2 separate regions of the Mus musculus genome follow, and region 1 is linked to region 2. Evidence: chromatin contacts called from public Hi-C data. All regions are on one chromosome and are shown on one strand. Each heading gives the region's core, a stretch centred on a gene start, on an enhancer-like site or on the middle of the called end of the contact. The rest is flanking DNA. Distances are from core to core; before and after follow the strand shown. Region 1 holds the start of Prkn (parkin RBR E3 ubiquitin protein ligase). Region 2 holds the start of 4930452A19Rik (RIKEN cDNA 4930452A19 gene).

Region 1 (7,561 bases), core at 2,796-5,295, 1.1 Mb before region 2:
ATGTAAATTAAAACAGAAACATTGAATAAGCACTGGGCTACAATTAAAGGCTGAAGAAACAGCAGGTAAGAAACAATTTTCATTGATCAAAGAACTGAAAGCTAACAGAATAAAGTATTTTGCATTGAACCTGGTTCATGAATATTAAACATCTTGAAATAAAGAGAACTTTTCCTTCCTTCCTTCCTTCCTTCCTTTCTCTTTCTCTTTCTCTTTCTCTTTCTCTTTCTCTTTCTCTTTCTCTTTCTCTTTCTCTTTCTCTTTCTCTTTCTCTTTCTCTTTCTCTTTTTCTTTCTTTCTTTCTTTCTTTCTTTCTTTCTTCCTTCCTTCCTTCCTTCCTTCCTTCCTTCCTTCCTTCCTTCCTTCCTTCCTCGAGAGGGGAGGGTTCAAAGAAGGTTTAGAGGTAGGGATGGATTTGCATATCTTACCAAGTACTTTCAATGTATCATTTTCAAGCCATGGAGCTTTGGATTTTAAAAAATGCAGACTTCAGAAAAACCTTTAGAAATAGGACTAACATTTGTAAAGGCATAAAGTTTTTTCAGAGGCTTTGGACCCAAAAGAGACCTGAATAAAATTATATAAATTCTTCTATACAAATGTTTTGGAGAACCCATTTTGTGACACAAGGGCACCTCAGAGCAGACAGTATCAAGACGTAGAGTTGCTTTCACCTAAAGTCATTGAAGCACAAGTAGCAGTACAGAGTACATTCAACTACACCTACACAGTCCAAGACTTAAAATTCCCTGCACACCAGTTTAAAACAAAGCTCGACTTTGGGCCAAGAGTCAGTATTGATGAAATAGTTACAATGACCAAGCATTTTTTTCTGCTTATTCCATCCTTGTATCCTTGGCACCTCTTGATAGCACCAGACACATAATGTATGCTCAGCCCTGGGATTTGCTTTTGTAAAACTCAATCAGTATAAAATGAATGACTCATCCTAAAACTCCTTTCAAATTAAAATACTCTACCCTTTATCAATAGAGAAGACAATTTAGAAAGAAGACACTTTCTGGCAAGTGATAATAAATGTATGCTAACACTGAGAGAGAGGCCAGGACTCCAAGTCACCAGCACGCCTATGCTATGACTACTGAAAATGTATTTAAAAGGCAGGGTACTTTCCTAACCAATAAATCTGATAAAATTGAAGAATAGGCAGGAATTAATGTGATTTTTTAAATATGCAAACAGTTAAATTCTCGAAGTGATTTTAAACAAGATATAGGAAATAATATTTTAATCAATTAAAAAAAAACAATACTTTTGAATGGAGCCCAAGGTCTTCTGCACCTTAGAATACTTCACTGAGCTACAGTTCTATTTTAAATATCTTCTGTAACATGGGGTTTTAATTTAAGAACTTTCTTTTTCAATTGTATGGGTACTCGTGTGCTTTAATAGCTGATATTATCAAATGCCTAAATGTATAGTACATTTAGAACAATTCTCAATTGTCACTACTAAAAATCAATTTTAAACACAAAGAAGTGCTCATTTTTTTTAAATTTAAAAAAAGTTTTAAAATAGGTGCTCAAAATTATGTTTTTCTCAGTTAAATTTTCTTATTATGAATCCCTTCTCCATGCCTCACAAAGGCAGACTTTTCATTAACTTCAATAAAATTATGGTTTAACTCTCTCTAGGTCAAGGCATTTAGCATGTCAATCATAATCCAAATGGGAGATGTAAGTACTTTTGAAGCCATCTCCATGACAAGAAGGAAACCCTCTACTTTGAAACAACAAAAGGAAAATTATTTTATGGGCAATAAAGTATTAGTCTCCTTTCCTCTTATTTGGCCAGGAAGCCAATCCAGAGGATTCTTCTCAGAGCAAGGACTTCACTGACAGAGTGCAGTATTTCCTTCACTAGGAGAGTACTGCAGGGGGAGAGAGCTCAAGTACAGAAGGCCTCAGCTCTCAGTAGTGCTATGCAGAGGAAGACACTGCTCAGTCCCTGGAGCTATTTGTGTGTCCTTTGCTCTGTAGCAGATCTCTGTGCAGTTCCTGTCGGCCCTTGTTTCCTGTTCAAGGATTAGTCATAAAAATGCAGAACTATTCCTCCCAAAGCTTCCTCCGGATTGGGTTCCCTCTCACCTGCTTTAGGTGCTGTCACCACACCCAAGCCTCCAACCTGGCAATTCAGAACTTCATGAAAATGCGGCCACCAATAATATTAGGCAATACAACTAGTTAAACAAAACAATGTAACATTGTTTGTGTAGGGTTTTTGTTTTTGAATGGAAGTTCCTTTTCATGGGGCAGGGGACAAGGATACAATCATTTGTGTTAAAACGCACACTTATTCACCCTGTAAAAAGAGTAGCCAAAGAAAGAAGAGTTTTAAATCTGTCTTCTATTTCCCTGGTTTTTATTACTAATTAATTTAATTGTAACATTCAAATGGCACAGTTCTTATTAAGAGGGCTCCAGGTAAATCTAAATAAAGCTGGCTAAATTGTGTTCCATCCTAAAGTTATTAATATAATAATTTATGAGACTTTAAAAATAGTTTTAAGTTTTAGGTCTTAATTTCCTATATTTATATAGCCTTAGGGGACATTTGCTTATCAAAATCATCCATGAACTAGTTTAAGTTGAAAGAAACTAAACGTGTGTAATTGTTTTCAAAATATGAGGTATTTCTCTCTTGTAAAATCTGTATTTTTTTTCCTAATCTGTCCCACTTGGTTCGCACTAATCAGTTCAGATTTGGGTTTACAAACGACTCTTAAGTAAATGTCACTTAAAAGCTTAGTGCCATTCATAAAAATGTATACTTTTTTTCTTAATTTAACAAGTTTCCAATTCATTCATCCAAAATACACACTGCCCTATGGAGGGAAGAAGCAGCTAGACACCATGAGCGTGCACCTCTGCTTCCAGGAGCATCTTAGCTGCCTAGCATGACTCTCAAGAGGAAGAGAGGAGGGCTGCACACTTGTAACATTACTTTTATGAGTTAAAACAGACTCGGCTACTTTCACCGTGTAACGCATTTACTTCATAAATGCACCTCTCATCCATCTTCTAGACACATCTCAAATAGACCGACTTCAGATGTGCTTAGTGCGATACCTGTCAGGCATATATCACAAACAAGTTCACTACATCTTCAGAACATCACTTGGATGGGGGCGGCGAGTCTACAGTAACGAAACCTCCAAACGGGAATGTGCGCTAAATTATGCATTTATTTCTACTTATCCCGGAGGAGAACCCAAAACGTGGCTTCACATATAACATCTCTGTCAGGGAGGTCCTTTCCAATCTGCCTACTTCACACTGCTTAGAACAACCCTAGTGGCCACTTCCAAAGCTGCACTGGTCAAACTGCACCCAGTCACAAACTGTAGTGGGGGAAAAAGCCATCTTTGCAGTTATCTACTCGGCTAGTCTTTCGTCTCAGATCTCCGAGGACACATTTAAAAAGACAGAACTGAGGTGCGATCTCCACGAGGCAGATGCTTTCCTGAGATTTTCTTTAAGTCCTAGGGTGTGTGAACTCGCCCTGAAGTGAAGGACAGCTTGACCGAAACAGACCTGGGCTGGTCACCCCGTGGAGCGGCAGGGCGAGCCCCGCCGTCGGGGGTCGCAGTGGAGCACGCGGGTGTCCGTGGGGATACAGTCTTCAGCGAGCTAACCTTGGCTAAGGCAGGTTGGAAACTCATACCTAATGCTCTAGCACACACCGGACCAGGCTATGGGCGGGGGGGGGGGGGGGGGCGGGCCGAGGAAGCCCACAGAGCGGACGGAGCGCGGCACGCACGCCTCCGCCGTGACACTGACAGGTGGCTCGGGTCGGCCCCCGAGGATCCCACTCGGACCCGTGGGGTGTGACGTGGTGCCACACACGGACGCGGGGCGGCGCGGAGAGATTGTACCTGGCAGGCACCCACGTACCTATCATGGTCACCGGGCGGGTGGTGGCTGCGGGTCGAGAAGGACCTACGCGGGCACTGGCGCCCGCCCGAGCCTCCCACCAGCGTTTCTGTCAGGTTTAGTCATCCAGGCCTCCTCCCCCTTCCCCTCGCGAGCCAGGCGGGCGCAGTGCGCACGCGCAACCACCCGCCCCTAGCGCGAAGCCTGCTGGGAGGCGTAGTTTTAACCCGTAAGATTCGCCTCCGGCAGCTGCAACTGTCTTCGCTGGTAACCTTTTCCGGAAACGCTCGTCACGGAGGGGCGGGACTAGCGTCTCCTAATGTTGACTAATCGCTTAGCAACCGGGAGGCTTACACCTTTGGAAGCTCTTAGAGACTCTAGCCTCGGATCCCAGCCCTCTTCCCGCCCCTCTCCTCCCCTAAACTCCCTCCACCTTGGTGCTGCCAAACATCTGGATCTCCCTGGGCAGCACGAGGGGTTGAATTTCTACCACTAGAGCCTTTTAGAGTGTTTTCCCGACCCCCTGCTCACTTCTGTAAAAGCCACTGGTTTTTCTTCCACACCTCTGATAAGAACAAGACGTTTTCTAGGAAGAATGTGGTAGAAAAAGAGACCCTGACCTTAAACAAATGCCCAGACAAGATGCCGAAGAGGACTAAACTGCTGCCACAACAGACGTTCCAGGTGCACCAGCCTCGTTCCCTGGTTTCTGAGGGCTTCACAGTCAAAGCCATGATGAAAAACTCAGTCGTAAGTGATCTTCCTCGATTGAACGCACTTGCTCCGAATCAGGGGACATGTGGTTGTAGAGGATGACAAGCCCTGGGTCCTGGTACTGTTTACCAGAACTGGCAATGACTCGGTCAGTAGCAGACTCTGCCCGACAGTGTGCAGAGATGTAGGCTAGGTGGTTAAAGAACCTTTGGGGCAGGCGATGTACTGAGTTAGCGTATAAGCACCTTCTTGAGCAAGTGTGCTTTCTCCACTACCCCAAATTACACTTAAGCTGTTTCACTGGTAAGGGGGAAAAAAATCCTTATCTTTATTGTAAACTTAGTCCACTCAGTACAAGACCTTCTGGAGTGAATGCTCTTAGAAGTCATAGGCTTTCAAAATTTAACACGAACCAGTATGAGACACATAAACTCATCAGTAATATATACTAATTTATCTCATCTGGGACATTTTAGAATGCCTTAGCATTTACTCAGCAACATTCTGACAAAAAAAAAGGTATTAACCTGTTAAAGTATTCAAAAATTACTTATGTGAAGACTGGTTCCTGATAGGCCTTTTAAATACATTTTAAACAATATAAGCTCTATTTCAAGTGTCTCTAATAATACAAGCCCTATTTCATTTTTATGAGTTGTGATAATACAAATAAAATATTCTTAACACGAATAGGGGAAAATATTCAAAGGCACACAAACGGTTTAGCTATATGCCTAATACTGCTTTTCAATCTTCTTGTTTATTAAATACCATATGATTTGGTATGCTAAACCATGTTTGTCTACTGAGTGGGCACCTGTTTAGGAGTGTGAGAGATTTAATACTAAATGTAGTTTTCAATTTTGTACAATTTACACCCTGAGAGGATCTTATTATACAGCAATTCAATATATTAGCTTAATAGTGTTCTTCGTTGTCCCACTATATTTCTACTTATATATTGCAAATCTTATACATACCACTTAGAGGACACAAATGAAGTAGATTACCTGTAGACTTCCAGCTTGGATTCCTATGTTGCTATTGTATATTGGTTGATCTATAGTAGTTATAGAGTGTAAAAGCAAACTGCAGAGTTACAGGAAACAGAAAAGGTGCATCTCTATTCAGTCCTTAACAGTTCACCACCTGTGAGTTCTCGGATGTACTTTTTGTCACATTATAAAGTATCTCTCTCCCTCTGAAAGTCTACTTCTCTTCAGAGCGTATATACCAACATTCATCTTTTAAATTGCAACCAAGTGTCCCAAAAGCCAACTCCAAACTACTTCTCAGGAGTTTCAGCCACCTTCCCTTCCCTCTGTAAGACTCCATTTCAGTGGGCAATGTCTTTTCAATGTCCTTCCAAGAAAAACACATGGAATCTATCCTAGGAAGTATGGAAATTGTTTATGAAATGATGATAAATGTAAACATTTATTATTTGTGAACTAATTTCTTAAAAATCCAGGGACAAGTAGTCCTAAGCAATGAGTGGTTGTTACATCAGCATGAACTTTTGGTTTGGTCTCAGTAAAAGTGAGCAACCACAAAAGTCGTCAATCAGAGAATATTTAAACTCATATTGATACAGTGTTTTCCATTAAAAGTTGAAAGGAGTTGTATAATTTGAGATTTGCAGATTGTTTACCTTCTTAGAGTATGATGAAAAAGTCCATGACCAAAAACCAGTTAATGAGTATTCATTCCCTCTGTCAGCAAAAAACCTTTATGGCTTATACAAACCTCATCAAAAAGCAAGATAGGTCAGGCATTGTGAAGCATGCCACAACTTCATGCTCAGAAGGTAGAGCCTCCTTGAAGATATCCTGGGCTACACAAGAACAAAGGAAACTACCCTCCATATGAAGGCCCTGACTCAAAGACACACACACACAGACACACACACAGACACACACACACAGACACACACACAGACACACACACACACACACACACACACACACACACACACACACACACACACAGCAAGTTAGAATATGGATCCAAGGCTGTGGAGATCTCACTTGTAGGCCCTGATTCCAGGCCCTTCAGAAAACAGGCTAAGAAAGCTGTAGAGTTTCAAAAAGACACAATCTCCAAGATAGACATTACCTGCCAAAACGGCACAGTGATGAGGACGTTGCTTACTTCGCTGAGCCCCAGAAACTCCTCTCACGCTGCTGCTTTAGTCCATGTCTAAGCTTAGGTTTGAAGGCATAATTAGTTGAAAGAGAGGCTGAGATGGGCTGTAACTGATAGCTCTGTGACTAGCTCAAACTTGCAATCTTTTATTACTGTGATAGCAGGGTGATGGGACAATGGGGATCATTAGAGGTCCTGAGCTGAAGCTGGTGCATTATGGTGAAGAAAAGCATAAAGACAAGTAAAAGATTCAGGATGCAAATGGTTAAGCATCGGTGGCTAGGACGGCAAACACTCCTTCAGTGCGGTGCAAGTAGTGAAGATGGTGGATTTGGATGGGGGCCCTCATCACCCCCACACCTCAGGAATGTAAGGTCTCCCAAGCTGTTCTCTACCTGTCAATCATCAGTACAGCTAGACCAAACTTTCCAGGACAAAGTTTCTCTGTTTACACAATGTGAATATTTGGGAGCTATGAAAACAAAACAAAAAACCACATTCCACAGAGCCAGCCACAATTCTTAGATAATTTCATGCATTTATACAACATATCTTGATCATATTCAACCCAAATCCTGCCTCCCTCTCTCCCTAAATCCTGCCCCTCCTACCTTCATGTCCTCCTGTTTTGTTTTTCATAACCCACTGAGTTTATTAGTGCTGCCTGCATGTGTCCCTGTCATCCACCTGAGCATGGTGACTTGTCAGGTGCCACATACCAGAAAGAAAATGGACTCCTCCCAGCTTCCTGCTGCCATCAGTTCTCCATGGCTCTTCAGCTAGGGGTGAAGCCTTATGAGCCCCTTTCT
Region 2 (7,705 bases), core at 2,073-4,572:
CAGCAGCAGCAGCAGCAGCAGCAGCAGCAGCAGCAGCAGCAAAGGGGATCTTTATCAAAGAATCCTGCCTCAGGCTTGTAACTTGCCCTGACTAGACCAGTGTAGACCACATGGCAAGAATGTACCCAGAGGGCTTTAGCTGTCATTGGCCACATTCAGATCATGTGGATATATTTAGATGTTGAAAATCTCTAGCCAAAGCTCAGGGGCTGAAGTTAAGTGGATGCTGGTGCTCAGTAGGAAATTGGCAGAGCCAGAAGGAAAGGAACCAGGTGAAAGACCCAGCTGAAAATGACTCTGAGGAGTTAATTCGGGAAGAGCAGGGTCACAGCCTGTGGTGATTCCACAGAAGAGTAGAGGGGGAGGGAGATGTCATCTGGCATAGTATCCATTGAAGAAAGTGGCTGATGTAGAGGACACTGGAGAGACATACAGAGGACACTACCTGCCAGCAGGAGGTTCTTCAGCCCAAAGTATGACAAGGCAGGGGCAGGGAAAGCAGAATTGTCTATGTAGTGTGTATTAAGTGAACTACAGCATGCTATATGTGGGTTTCTGGAGGGGCCTAAAGACCTTCCACAAGGGCCTCTGCTCCATGACTCTCGATCTTTGTGCTAGTTCCACTGCTATGATAAAACCTTGATAACGTGTGATCAAAAGAATGACGTTCTAACCTCGGGTGCATGTTTTAACAGATGTACACTTAATTACCGGGGGTTTGGGAAGAGAGGCTCACCTGTAAAGTGCTTGCCTTGCAAGCGTAAAGACATAGTTGGATCCCAAGAATCCTTGCAAAAATCCAGGCATAGCAGTACATGTTTATAATTCTAGTGCTAGAAAGGAGGACTGACAGATCTTTGGGGCTTACAGGCTAGGCTAACTAGCCTAGACTAGTTGATGGCATCTAAACTAATGAGAGGGATGTTATCTAGAAAGAAAAGCTATGCAACACCTGGACACATGAGAAATGGGAGAGAGGGGTTGTCCTCTGAGTTCTATCAGCATACACACACACACACACACACACACACACTAGATAGAGAGGAACAGGAGAGGGAAGGATGGGGACTAAGGGGAGAGGAGGAAGATATGCAACTGAATACACAGGTATAGGTGAAGTAGCAATATACACAACCATGGGGCCCTGAATTCAACCCTAGCAGCCATGTAAAAAACTGGCTGTGTGAAGGATGATTCTAATCTTAGCAATGGAGAGGTAGAAAATGGCCTATCCCTGGGGCTTACTGACCATCCTCTGTAACTGGACTAAGTCCCACTGAGCTATCTTGTCTTGAAGAACAACGTAGGTAGCTCTTGAAAATACTGTAGGTCTGCCTCTGGCTTCCACACGAACATGCATACACACGCACCTAAACATGCATCAACATGTATGAATACACACGTTGAATACACATATGCCAAGAGATGGGGAGGAAGAAAGTAAAATTATTTCAACATCTAGAAGGGAGGGAAAGGATTGAGCCCCATCAGAGGGCATTGCATGAAGATTGCAGCTGATGTACAAGTTCAATAGGAGAGGCATTAGATTACACAGTATTCTAAGATGGACACTTCCCATCTCCACATCTCCCTGCTTCAGACCTGCCTACAAGCTGGTGCCCCCTCAGAACACCAGCTGCCTCCTTTTTTTCTTTCCAATAATTTCCAGTTAGTGGCACCTCCAGACAGACTGTTGACTTCTGGAACATTTTATTCTGTGCATTTAGTATTTGAACCTTTCAAGGACACAGAGTCTCATATGTCTGGGCCACCCTTTGGAGACAGGATGCTTTCTCCACAGCTGATTAGCTATTTGGGAAGGAAGGAAGGAAAGGGTCACTGCCTGTGGCCAAAGATTCAGGAGGTAGATCAGGTGGCAGATGACATCAAGAAGGTGCCTGCAAAGCAGACTGGAACATGTGGTTCAGGGAATGCAGAGTGGACAGTCTGACTTTTCACCTAACAGCTCTGGCTTGGAAGGAATCAATAGTGATTCAAGTTGCTTTACCCAACTCTTGAGGAATGTAGGGGAGGCGTACTAGAAATGACATGTTTCTGATCTTTTGGAAGGTTTAAAGTAAGACTGTGTCCCCTGAGGGAGAAAATCCTGGGATTTCTGATGTCACCGTCTTTGTAGCGTTAGTGGCAATGGATGAGGAGACACAGCAGACACCTTTGGAACTGGTTTCTGCAGCCAGGTTACAGTAGAGCTGGCATTCTGGACATCCGAGCACACATGGTAGTATTCTCTCTTCGCAGAGATGAAAGCCCCTTTAAAGCTCTCCTCTCTCCTTCCCTTCTGAGGATAGGGCGGAGTTCTGATGGAGCTGCCTCTAAATGTTGGGATTGGATGCAGTTTTGCAAGTAGGACCCTAGTTCCTGTGGCAACTTCTTTACTCTTCTGTTGTCCGTTGGCTCATCCATCTCTTGTGCTGCCTCAAGCAGAGGTCTGGACTGTTTTGAAGCTTTGAAAGTGAAAGAGTACACTTTGCTCCTCAAAGGCTTCTGCTGTGTCTCACTTGCGGGTCCCGTCATTTTTTTTTTTTTTTTTTTTTTTTTTTTTTTTTATCCCTCATTTGCTTCAGTCTTTTCTCATCCAGCATGGACACCGAGCAGGGCCAAACTGGCTCTGTTCCCTTCTCATTCTTGCCCTTGCTTTCAAGCCTCTTTTACTTTTTATGCCAAAAAGAAAGAAAAGAGAAAAGAAGACCGTGTAGGAGGCTGGCATTGCCATGGCAACAACACTGATGGGGGCCTTTGGATTTGAGCTGCACTTGCAGGGAAGTACTGGCCTCAAAGAAGCTAAAAGGAAGAGGAAGCGGGGAGGGCAGGAGGGAGGGAAGAAGGGAGGGAGGGAGAAAGAGATGGAGGGAGGGAGGGAGAGAGGTAGGGAGGGAGGGAGGGAGGGAGAGAGAGAGAGAGAGAGAGAGAGAGAGAGAGAGAGAGAGAGAGAGAGAGGAAAAGAAAAGGAGAGAAAGTCAGACAACAACGGAGGAAGTGGGTAGCAAGTAAGGGTGGCCTAGCAAAACCCTAGATGCATTTGCGGTGACATCACTGCCTTTCCCACAGAGACCATTGACACCGGACGAAGCGTCCATTCAAGTCCCCAAAGCCACTCTCCAGGTCTGGTGGGGGAGCCCCCACTCTCACCCTGAATGCTTTTTTTGTTGGGGAACAGTGGAGCGTTTCTGAAAACTTGCATAAATGACTGAGGAATTCCCTGCCCTTGCCAGGAAGTCCAAGCCACTTGTGAGCTAACAATACGGAACTTTATCTCCTGTCCTATGCTGGAAGTTCCAGCTGTAGGCTCCGAATTCTAATAAGGGCTTTACTCATGCCGCTGAGGTTAGGGTAATATTTTATCCATCTCCTCTTTTCACTGAGACGCAGTCATTGCTGCTGTTGAGAGCCAGAGGCAAGTCCTGAGGACTGAGGTGGATTGGGGTACTAGTGGGGAGGGTGGATCATGGAGCAACTAAGAGGAAGGAAGTCAGAAAATGGTTTTTCTATTATTAGCTTGATGGGCCCACTTGCTGCTTGTGGGACTCTACACTGACAGGGTGAAGAGAAAAAGTTCACAGTGACTAAGGACCCCTGAACTAGAAATATTACTTTAGGACAGGGTCCACTTTTGGAAGAGTGCTCAGTTGTCTCCACATTCGCAAAAAGCGCAGAGGCAAAGACAGATGGCATGCCCAGCATTAGAATGCCTGCGCCTGCTCTGTTAGCTTCCGTCTCTGTGTCTGTAGGAAAATGCCTGTTTATTGTTTAGTGCTTTCCTGTTCCAGATTTGCCAATTCAGCTTTGAAAAGAAGGCTGGCTTTGGGCTAAGTAGGTGTTAAATCCCTGCCATGTAAGTTCTTAGAATATCCCCTGAAAGAGCCAGTAGGTTGGGTCAAGTATGTCCCCAGGGAAGCCCGGAAAGATGTTTTCTAGTAGCTGGATAAAGTGGTGACATTTTAAAGAATGCACAACATGGCAGGTGTTTATTGTCACAAACCCTGTTTCAGTTAATTTTCAAGGGACTCCCCAGGGATGTCTATTCCCAGCCCCTTTGAATATGGCTGCGTCCTGGTGCTCACACTTCTGCCTTTGTTAAAGTCTGACCTCAGGTCTTCCAGGAGCTTAGATCCTGCTGCACAGAACATGAAAGATGGACCCGTCAAGGAGAAGAGAGGAATCTTCTGGGGAGTATGGGGGAGCAGAGCATGTGACCCCTGTGCAGCTGCTTCCTCTTAGAGTTTTCACCCATGAATCACACATTCAACTTCCCGGAAGACGCAGGACGGCCCGACCTACAGAGCAGTATGTAAGAAGAGAAGTAACCAGATTCTACCTGCACTCTTGCCAACCCTAGAAGTTGCTAGGTTCAGGGCTAGGGTCTGCTGGGAAGGCTCAGGAAGACAGGATGGCATGGACAAGGCCATCTCCCCAGAAGCCCTTCTTTCCTGCTGTTTGGAACACTGGCCTCAGGGAAGGGATTGAGACTTGAACACCATTGGGGGCTGTGGCCTCTGAGATGCTACTTTCTCATGTTGTGGATAGTATGAATAAGGGGATCTGGTGCCCACCAGGGGCATGCCAGAGAGGAAAGAAAGAAACAGGAGCAATGGAGATGAGAGTAGGGTGTGTACCAATATGTCTCTCCCACCTTGAGAACCACTAAGAAAACCACCCAGAGGACAACAGATGGATAGAAAACTACATTTTAAGCAGGAACCTTGCCCCGTTGAGGAAGGAGAATAGAAAACACAAATTGTGCTCTGCGAGCCCATCTGGAGAAAACAGAATACTGGAATTAGCACATAGAAACTGATAAAGTGAAAAGAAGCTACGAGGGTTGGAGAAATGGCTCAGAGGTTATGAAAATGTGCTACACTTCAGAGAACCCAAGTTCAAGTCCCAGCCCCTACATCAGGCAACTCTTAATCTCCTGGAACTCTGGCTTCAAGGAAATCAAACATCTCTGCCCTCTGTAGGCACCTAAAACCCCTGTGCACACAACCAGAGACACACGCTTACACATTAGTAAATATAGTTCAAAAGAAAACAAAACAACCTGAGAAACAGAAATGAGCTGTGATTAACAATGAGAACTTAATTGAAGAGATTCAAGGAAGCATCTAAAGACGTGAAAAGACATGGAAAGGAAGCAATTGGGACAAAAAGCTAGAAGTTGAAAGAGGAAGCGGTGATTGTGTACACAGTGTGATTCCAGAAAGGGTGGGGTCCAGTGTGGCAAGAGAGGCAAGAGTTTGTGGTTAGCCTGAGCTACACAGCAAGAGACAGAAGCCTAATCTTCCTCAAACAATAGAAGGAAACAAAATATCAAAGTAGAAACAGAAACAGAACAACCAAGAATGGTCAATGACAGGAAGGGTAGGAAGAGGTGACAGAATGACAGAATGGTAGAGACAGTGCTAGATTATGTTAGTAAGGAGAAAGTGTTCTTAAAATGTGAATAGAAAAAAGTGTTAGTTAATTTAAACATAGAAAACATGGATAAGATTTTACAAAACAAAAGAATAAAGAGCGCCTGAGACCAGGGAGAGCCAAGAAAATCCTAGGTGAGCATCCGCACACATTGATTCAGATAGCTTCAATGAGCATCTGTGCACGTCTATGCCGGAAACTTAGATGAGCACGCGAGCACATGGATGCAGGTAGCGTCAATGAGCATCCATGCACCTTGATGTGGGTAACTTTGGAAAGCCTGAGGATCATTTCCCAGTCCAGTGAAGTTTACTAGAATGACCCCTAATAGATATAACATATTTAGACAGGTTCTGCAGGAGAAATAGAAATGTGTGCCAGGTGCCACTCCTTAGAGAATACAGAGTCCGAGGGGATGTTGTGCACATGGAAGTGCTGTTCCAGGAAACAGATGCAAGGGCATGTCCAGATCAGTTTTAGGAGGCCTGAGTCATGTCCACAGACAATGGGGGACCCTCAAGAGATGGTGGATCAAGCCCATTTGTCAGCACTGATGGGAAAATCCAAAGTCACTCACTGTGAAAATTTGATTCATATTAGAAAAGAATATTTATTCATTTATTCATTCATTTATTGATTGATTTTTGAGATAGGTTCTCTATGTGTAGACCATACTGGCCTTCAACTTGACCCAGTCCCCCTATCCTCTGCCTCTTGAGTGCTGGGATTATAGGTGTATTCATTCCACCATGGCTGATCAGGAATATTGATATATCATAGTTAGATCTAAGGAAAAGAATCATATAACTATCCCTAAAACTATGGAAAATAGTCACAAAGTCTCTTCCGTTCTTTATAAAATATCTTGCAAAAATAGGGCTGGGAATCTAAATCTCTAATATATTAGAATATATATTATTTATATAAATACCTTGTATATCTTTGTATGAAGGGAAGCAGAGTTGTGAACACGGACAGTCCAAACACACAGCAGGTCAAGGACAGTGATTTTCATGCCAGACTGAGAGGCATCACATGATCCCAACAAACAGGAATGGGGAGGAAGACAGAAGGATAAGAAACCTCTTGGGCTTAGCTAATGCACGTCCTAATTTTAATTCCAGAATCAGTCCTAATTGGGATGCACTAAAGCCATTCCTTTGAAATGATCCCCACTGACTTACTACATTTAACATTGTTCTAGAAGTATTGGCCAATGCTACTGGATCAGAGTAAAGAATTAATGGCAACATGGCTAGAGAACAATATAATTATCTCAGCTGACAAAATAAAATACCAAGAACTCCCTGCAAAGAACTAATCGTAAAACTCATCTAATTGAAAAAGAGTAATCAATTGCTAGAATATAGAATTAACATATAAAAATCAATAGCCTTTATATTCACAAATGGCCTATCAGCACGCATAAAAAATGAGAACAGCCCCAATAGCTGTGGCATTATAAGGTAAAATATATAAGAGTAAACTAAAAAATAATGGCTTAAAATCAATTACAACCCATTGCTACACCCAGAAAGACTTAGCGGGATACAAGTGTTGTACTGTCATCTTCATGACAGCTTCCTCCAGGATCATCTCTGAGTTTAGTGCAACATGTGTGCACACAGATATACACAAACACACAAACACACATATACACAGATATATACACACACACAAATGCACACATATACACACGTACACGCAGACATATATACACACACACACAAATACAAATACAAACACACATATACACAGATATACACACACACACAAATGTACACATATACACACGTACATGCAGACATACACACACACCACATACACATACACACAAATGTGCATAAGATACACTCATTTTTCACAAAGCCAGGTAGCTGGATGCTGAAGTTTACTGGGAAAGGAAGATAAAAGATCCAATAAAATATAAATCTTCTGTAAGAACCCCAAGTGCATTTAAGGACCGGAGGAATAAAAAAATTAAAGGTTTAGGAAGAACTCCAAGTACACATTGAAAGTTTAGACTGGATTGGTGAGATGGTTTAGAGGGTAAAGGTGTCTCCTGCCATGTGATTCTGCCACATGGTGTAAGCCCAAGGGCCACCTTTGATGCTTATACTCAAAACCCACATACAGCTTTGATCAATGCAAGCCTCATGTCCTGAGCCCAATCCCCAGAACCTACATGGTAGAGAGTTCCAACTCCACAAAGCTGTCCTCTGATGCCCTCATGTGTGCTATTGCAAGCCCACTTGTATAATATCTAGATACA

Evidence for each region. Hi-C and Micro-C count contacts between places; a contact is called where the count stands out from the background.
Region 1: a contact with region 2 is called in a Hi-C map of bone marrow-derived macrophages, with 12 read pairs. The contact joins the promoter of Prkn here to the promoter of 4930452A19Rik in region 2. A contact is called at or near these places in 10 of 39 promoter capture datasets (the C10 cell line, HPC-7-derived erythroid cells, cranial neural crest and 6 more), 1 of 15 datasets of contacts at CTCF or cohesin (the NIH/3T3 cell line), 4 of 484 Hi-C or Micro-C datasets (bone marrow-derived macrophages, nephron progenitors, neural progenitor cells and 1 more), 3 of 115 datasets of contacts at active chromatin or transcription factors (embryonic stem cells and stem cell-derived neural progenitor cells) and 2 of 9 other capture datasets (adipose tissue and liver).

What each region holds. Positions count from the first base shown.
Region 1 is chr17:10,836,843-10,844,403 of GRCm38.p6, reverse strand. It overlaps Prkn (parkin RBR E3 ubiquitin protein ligase), which reads right to left and starts at 4,045. Exons shown (of 12, transcript NM_016694.4): 1 at 3,915-4,045. The coding sequence starts at 3,921. It overlaps Pacrg (PARK2 co-regulated), which reads left to right and starts at 4,213. Exons shown (of 5, transcript NM_027032.2): 1 at 4,213-4,643. The coding sequence starts at 4,536.
Region 2 is chr17:9,771,483-9,779,187 of GRCm38.p6, reverse strand. It overlaps 4930452A19Rik (RIKEN cDNA 4930452A19 gene), which reads left to right and starts at 3,322. Exons shown (of 4, transcript NR_045433.1): 1 at 3,322-3,345; 2 at 4,102-4,309.